2 separate regions of the Mus musculus genome follow, and region 1 is linked to region 2. A link is a contact called in public Hi-C data. All regions are on one chromosome and are shown on one strand. Each heading gives the region's core, a stretch centred on a gene start, on an enhancer-like site or on the middle of the called end of the contact. The rest is flanking DNA. Distances are from core to core; before and after follow the strand shown.

Region 1 (3,550 bases), core at 408-2,907, 1.0 Mb before region 2:
TGGAATATTCAAGGAGTGGTTGGGACGACTATGAGTTTGACGTGGATGAAGGTAAAAGCAGGTCTCAACACAGCACATCTGTGTGGTGGCCATTTGTCCACGCTCCACAGGATGAGGGGTCATATGCCCCCCAGGGTACCTCTCCTTGGCTACTCCCTCTCCCCTTTGTACTATCTTTTAAGGAGCATTCTATACTGACTAGTGATGTGACCAGAATACGCGCAAGCCTCAGGTCAGCAGGGAACAGTCAAGTTATATGTGGGGAGTTGGGAGGAGGCACATGGTAGCCTCCAAGTTAGGGCTCAAACTTAGTCTCTTGATAGTATCTGAGCAGCGGGTGGCATGGCCAAGGGAAATGTAGAACATTTATGTGGCACAGGGAGCTGGCTGTGAACTCATGGAGGTGCTCAGAGTACGTCACAGTGGTGAGACACAAACTCTTCTCCTAACAGTGACAGAAGGCCCTGTCTTCGCCATGTGCATGGCTGGTGCCCATGATCAGGCAACATTGATCAAGTGGATCCAAGGCTTGCAGGAGACCAACCCAACCCTGGCACAGATCCCAGTGGTATTCCGCCTGGCCAGGTCCACGGGGGAGCTCCTGACAACTTCAAGGCTGGAGGGACAGTCCCCTCCCCACAGTCCTCCCAAGGGGCCTGAGGAAGATGATGAGACCATTCAGGCAGAGCAGCAGCAGGGGCAAAGTTGAGTCAGATAGAGCTGGCATGAGGAGAAAAGACTGGGCTGGTATGAAATAATATGGAGAAAATAAAAAAATCAAAACCTCTTCCCTGGCCCTGTGGCTTCCCTTCGTATGTTCTGCATGGGCTCTTTTGGGTTTACCACCTTGGGACCCTTTTTTAAACTTGTCTTTTCAAAAATTCCATTTATAGATGGGCGTGGTGGCACACGCCTTTAATCCCAGCACTCGGGAGGCAGGCAGACAGATTTCTGAGTTCGAGGCCAGCCTGGTCTACAGAGTGAGTTCCAGGACAGCCAGGGCTACACAGAGAAACCTTGTCTCGAAAAACCAAAAAAAAAAAAAAAAATCCATTTATATATTTATGGTATGGGAGGGATGTGTGGAGGTCAGAAGACCATTTGCTGGAGTCTGTTCCGATATATGACCCTGTGAATCTCGGAAATGTAACTCAGATTGTCAAGTATGCCAGCCATCACCTTACCTGCAGAGCCGACTTGTTGGCCTTTAAAAACATCTTTTAAATGTATTTACCTTTATTTTATGTGCATTGGTGTTCTGCATGTATATATGTTTATGTGAGAATGGTAGATCTTGGAATTACAGACAGTTCTAGCTGCCATGTAGGTGCTGAATTTGAGCGCAGGTCCTCTGGAAAAGCAGTGAGTGCCCTTAACCAGTGAGCCATTTCTCCAGCCCTTTTGAAAAAATCTTTAATCACATTGCCGAAGAATTCAATAGAGAGGCAAGGATTACCTGAGTTTCAGTACCCAGTGCCTCTACCTCCCAAATAACTGACTTGTCAACAGAACGCACTTCCATGGCCTGGGCCGGACGGACTACGCGCATGCGCAGCTATGGCTAGTTGTCCCCGTTTGGCGCCGCGGGCAGAGAAGACCCTGTGAGAAATCTCCCGGCGGCGCAGACTAGGCGCGCCACTTCCGGTCGAGGCTCCTAACAACGGGGGAGGCCGGTAACCAGGGAGGGGGGGATGGCGGAGCGGGCTCCAGAGCCCGGGGCGGAGGCGGAGGCGGGCGCAGGCGGGGAGGCGGCGGCAGAGGAAGGCGCGGCAGGCAGAAAGGCGCGGGGCCGGCCGCGGCTCACCGAGTCGGACCGGGCCCGGAGGCGGCTCGAGTCCCGGAAGAAGTACGACGTGCGGCGCGTGTACCTGGGCGAGGCGCACGGCCCCTGGGTGGACCTGAGACGCCGCAGCGGCTGGAGCGACGCCAAACTTGCCGCCTACCTCATTTCGCTGGAGCGTGGCCAGCGTAGCGGTCGCCACGGGTAAGGGGGCGCGGGGCCGGGAGAGGGAGGGAGGGAGAGAAGAAGCCGGGGGAGGGACGAAAAGGGCAGCGGCCCCGCCCCCGGAGCGTGAAGCCCCACCCCCGGGCCGCCTGGCGGCCCTCGGTCTCGGGCTTAGGCAACCCAGACCCCTCACGCGCCTCCTCGCGGCTCCGCCTCCGACCCATTGACTACCCAATGCAAGCCTGTGCCCCACCCCTCTGCCCGCCTTCGGAAGCTCCGACTGGCCCGTCTGAAGAGTCGACCCGCCTCCACTGGCCTGGCCTGGGGCTGGCTCTCAGGTGTAAACCTCCAAAGGTGCTGGGCACTCTGATTTTCTGCGTATGAGTGCCTTGCCTTCGTGGATATATGTGTACCACGTGCATGAACTACCTGCAGAGGTCAGAAAAGGGTGTCGGATCCCCAGAAACCACCATTGTGAACCACCATGTAGGTTGTGGGAACCAAACCCGGATCCTCAACAAGAAAGCAGCCTTAACCCAGCCACCTGTTTCAACAACCTTGTCAGGGTTACTTGTGTGCATCCTGAGTGCTGGGACTAAAGGCATGTGCCAGGCTTGGTGTGAGGGCACTTTTATTCTTGTGTATGTGTGCGTGTGTGGTGTATGTAGGCCCACATAAGGAGGTGGGAAGACAGCTTTGCAGAGCTAGTCCTCTTCTACCACGTGCCCTCTAGGGATCAGACTAAGACCATGAATGGTTCACCACGCTGTAGTTGTCAGACCTATTGGTAAACTGTCATGTGCAGCTTGCCACACTGAGAAGCAGGCTCTGAAAGTGTAGATGGCCTCTCCTGTTTGAGACTCAAGCATGTCTCTCTCAGTGTCCTCCAGGAAGAGACAAGGACAGCAGAAGTGCCCAAGAGTAAAAACCCCATGCCCTTAAGAACAGCTAGAAGGTGGAGCATTTCCAATAGAGGTTACTCCTGCTGTCTCACAGTGCAGGTGTCCACAGTGGGAAGACAAGCTGGATGCTAAGCCATGGAGGGAAAGCTCACCCTGGGACTCCAGCTGTTGCCCCAGCTTCCCCAGCCAGTAGCTGCATGGTGTGAACACTGGATTGGATATTATCTGTCTGGTTTGCACAGACAGTTCCAGCCAGCCAGGGCTGCATAACGATACTCTATCTCAAATAAAATACAAAATGAAAATAGAGAGCATAGAAAGGGTTTGGCCCATAGTAAGGGTTCAGGTGTAGCGTGTTCTGCTCTTGTCTGCACTCATCTGTATGAATGATTCTTTAAGAGTTGATTCTAGGCCCTGAAGAGGTTGGATCAGTAGTTAAGAGCATTTGTTGCTCTTTCAGAGGGCCTGGGTTTGGTTCCAGTCACCAGCATTGTGGTTCACAACCATCTGTAACTCCAGTTCCAAGGGATTCCATGCCCTCTTCTGACCTCCAAGGGCATCAGGCAGGTGCAGAGACATGAATGCAAGTAAAAACTTATGCACATGAAATAGTAAAATCATTTTTAAGAAGTTATCCAGGCATAGTGGCACATGCCTGTAATTCCAGCATTTTGGAGGCAGATGCAACTAGAGCTTTTTGAGT
Region 2 (3,267 bases), core at 400-2,899:
TGAGCATCGCACCCCGCGCTCGGGGTGGCTCGCCTACGAAACTGCGGCGAATCAGCTCCTGGCCGCCCCGCAGCAGGGTCAATGTGAGGCTCGCTCGGGGTCCTGCTCCCGGGACCCTGCAGCTCAAGGTGAAGTTCTCGCCCACTGGCTGCCAAGAAGGGAGCGGCACCAGCTCTACCCGATCCGGTCGCTCTGCAAGGGACCAAAACCTGGGCTTTAGCGAGCTGTAGTGCTCTCAGGACAAGCCTAGGAAGGAGGACCAGAGAACGGGTGGGCGGAGCTTTAGGGGGAGGTCCAGGGACCCAAGGGGCGTGTCCACACTGTACTCACGGAAAGTTCGGATGAGTCCACGCGCTTGGAGTGTGCGGCGCGCGCAGCGGAAGAAGCAGACCGGCTGGGTCTCAGGCTCTCGGATGTCCACCAGCTGCCGAGCCAGCCAGCGCAGACCCCTCTGGGTCCCGTTTCGGCGTAGCGAGGTCTCCAGGCCACCGCGCTCCGGCCGCGGACAGTTAGTGCTGCAGTTGAGCCACAGCGAGCCCCCGCGCTCCACGAGCGCCACGCGGGGCTGAAGGTCCGCCCAGAAAGGTTCTAGCGCGACCGCTGCCCAGGAAAACGCGGGCTCAGCCTAGGGACCCCATCTCTGAAATCTTAGTGGCCCCCATCTCCCAAACCAGGGGTGTCTGTAAGGACGAGGAAAGACCACCGCCAAGAAATAGCACGGGAGTCCCGCATCCCACTCAAGATTCGGGACTGACGCACTCTTAGAGGGGCGTCTCTGGAAGCCTTGCTGCCTATGGCAGAGATGGGGAAGCTCGGTGCAGGGATGGGGTCTCAGATGAACACATCAATAGTGAGGAGGAGGAGATTCCAATTTGGGGGGATGGGGAACCAAGTCACTCTTAAGACCCTGACAGGTCGTCAGGAAATGGGGGGGAGAGACACCGAGGCTGGGGGCGAAAGCAAAGTAGAAATGAGAGACTGAGTCAAAGGCTTAAAGGAGATTGTCCCCAAACTTGAGTAACTTGGACAGAAAGCCACAAGGTTAGATTCCGGGAAGGAACCGTGAGGAAAGCCCTAGAAAGCCGGTTGCCAGGGCTCCAGGTGGAGGGGAAACAGGGCCTCTGAGTTATGACAGTTGAGGAGATAGGGTCTTTGAGGATCATAAATAGGGATGATGCTAGTCTGTGAACCATAGGACACGACAGAGCAGGAGAGAACAGGAGAGCCACAGTGTCTCCTGAGCCAGGTTGGGTGCAAAACCCCGAATTCAGAAAAGGTGCTGGGTTCCGATCTGAAAGATCGAGGTGTGTTGGGGTGGAGGAAGGACAGGGAGAAGCCCGGAGCTCCAGGTGGTGGCAGAAGCGTGGGAAGCTAGAAGAGGGCGGAGCCTGGAGGGGACACCCGGGCCGCCCTCTCTGGTCCTTCAATTCCGCCCCCGCCTTATCCACCTGGCTCCGCCGGCGGGCTCTTCTTACCTGAGATGCCTAGGATCCCCAGGCCCAGGGCAGCCCAGAGGCCGAGGAGCGCTCGGCGCAGCCCTGGCGAAGGCCCCGGCATTGCCGCCGCTGCCGGGGAGGGGAGAGCACAGAAGGCGAGGGGAGCGCGAGTGATGGAGAGCGGGGCTGGGAGGACCGCGCAGCGCAGCGGGTGGAGTGTGGGGGTGGCAGAATTGCGCCCAGGGATTGGTTTAAACGTTGGTAACTTGGTTTCTAAGGAGGGGGCGGTGACAGAGGCGGTGATGGGGGGCGAGCTGACAGGAGGCGAGCGCGCACTGGGCTTCTCCAGGCCTTAATGCAGGCGAGCTAGCCAGGCAAGAGCGGTCCCCCGTGGGGGAAAGATCTACATGGAGGTCGGCCTAATGATCTAAAGCCTTCTGGGGGCGACCACGCTCTCCCGCGTCATCCCTGGCGAAGGAGGGAAGGGATGCTGAGAGGCCCTGCCCAAACACCCACCACCATAGGTATAGAGTCTGAGACAACGCGCTGGGTCTCCAAGCCACGCCCATCCTCGGTCCCTCCCACCAGCGCCTGTTTGAGCAAGGGTGGATGGAGAGGTTGCTTGTATTAGCTTGGGGAGTCAATAGTATGCAGGAAATGTGGTTCTAAGAGGAGAATGTGAGGATGCCTTCCTTAACTGAGGTTTCGTTTTGACCTCCAGCAGGCTAAGTATGGGAGCCACGCCCCTAAGACCTCCTCCGCGCACGCGGCGAAGGAAGAGGGGGATCAAGTGCCAGCAAGACTCGGACACGTGTGCGTGTGCGCAGCGTTCGCAGGCTTCTAAATTAGAGTCGACTCCGGCACCCGATCTTTATTTACCCAGAGTGCAGCGGGAATGTGTCTACAACGCTGTTGTGTGTCTAGTCTCTCAGCAGAGCTTCTGCGCCCTCCTCGCCAGGAGTGTGGCCGCCTCTACTGGGTAACTAGTGCGAGATTCTGCAATTCACGCTGGACCAAAAGATCAACTGGGGACACTTTGACCCCAGCTTTGACATCCCTCTCTACATACATACCAGACTCGGAGACAACAAGCACAACGCCAGGAAGCAAGTCTGTGACAGCTCACGTGGCCTGAACAATCATCTCTTAACTTGTTGCTATGCTAGATTTCCTATCTAGTTAGCCGCTTCCTCTACTACTTGAAGAAGGCCCCGCCTACTCGAGTGTTTCTACCTCCCCCCCCCCCCCCAATTAATGATAACCTTGGGGAATCAGGTCTAGCTCCACCCGCTGGCCTTCTCTAGTAACGCACAGGCTCCGTAGTGGAAAAGGAGGGAGGAGAAGGGAAACTTAGCCTCCAATCAGAGCTCCGGCCTGTATCAGCGGAGCCAATCAGAAAAAGCCATACCAAGAGTCAGCCCTGGAGGGGAGGTCAGTTTAGTCTTTCTGCCCCGCACAAATAAAGCTAACAAAACTCTACGCAGAGGAACTCGGGTTCTAGGACCCCATGCTGGCCTTGAAGGAGAAATTTCAAGGTGTTGTTTCCTCCAGTACTACCTCTAATCTACTAATCTTCAGCCCCTACGTAAGGAATTTGGAAAAAGTAAGGTACCTTAAAAAAGAAACCACTTTCTCCAAGAACCGTAAGGCAGAGACTGAGGAGGAAGACTTTATTGTTTCAATAAGAGTCTCTGAATTAATTACTCTGAAGTTCTTTTCCCCTCCCTCTTGTCAGGCATCGAAAACAGATCTATAACTAAGTCTGCACAGCCAGGTACTTGCGCACGTAGACAGCCCCCACAGCCAGGAGGATCCCCACCAGGGTTGCGAT

Evidence for each region. Hi-C and Micro-C count contacts between places; a contact is called where the count stands out from the background.
Region 1: a Hi-C map of B cells shows a contact between it and region 2, with 6 read pairs. The contact joins the promoter of Zfp653 here to the promoter of Icam5 in region 2. A contact is called at or near these places in 1 of 39 promoter capture datasets (liver) and 3 of 484 Hi-C or Micro-C datasets (B cells, embryonic stem cells and liver).

What each region holds. Positions count from the first base shown.
Region 1 is chr9:22,069,483-22,073,032 of GRCm38.p6, reverse strand. Zfp653 (zinc finger protein 653) reads left to right here and starts at 1,657. Exons shown (of 9, transcript NM_177318.3): 1 at 1,657-1,984. The coding sequence starts at 1,692. Ecsit (ECSIT signalling integrator) reads left to right here. Exons shown (of 9, transcript NM_001253897.1): 8 at 1-51; 9 at 453-787. The coding sequence ends at 709. It overlaps Gm16845 (predicted gene, 16845), which reads right to left and starts at 2,031. Exons shown (of 3, transcript NR_040407.1): 1 at 1,869-2,031.
Region 2 is chr9:21,030,420-21,033,686 of GRCm38.p6, reverse strand. It overlaps Icam5 (intercellular adhesion molecule 5, telencephalin), which reads right to left and starts at 1,649. Exons shown (of 11, transcript NM_008319.2): 1 at 1,476-1,649; 2 at 331-600; 3 at 1-192. The coding sequence starts at 1,557. Mir1900 (microRNA 1900) reads left to right here and starts at 1,359; the gene lies at 1,359-1,436. Icam4 (intercellular adhesion molecule 4, Landsteiner-Wiener blood group) reads right to left here. Exons shown (of 3, transcript NM_023892.3): 3 at 3,091-3,267. The coding sequence ends at 3,193.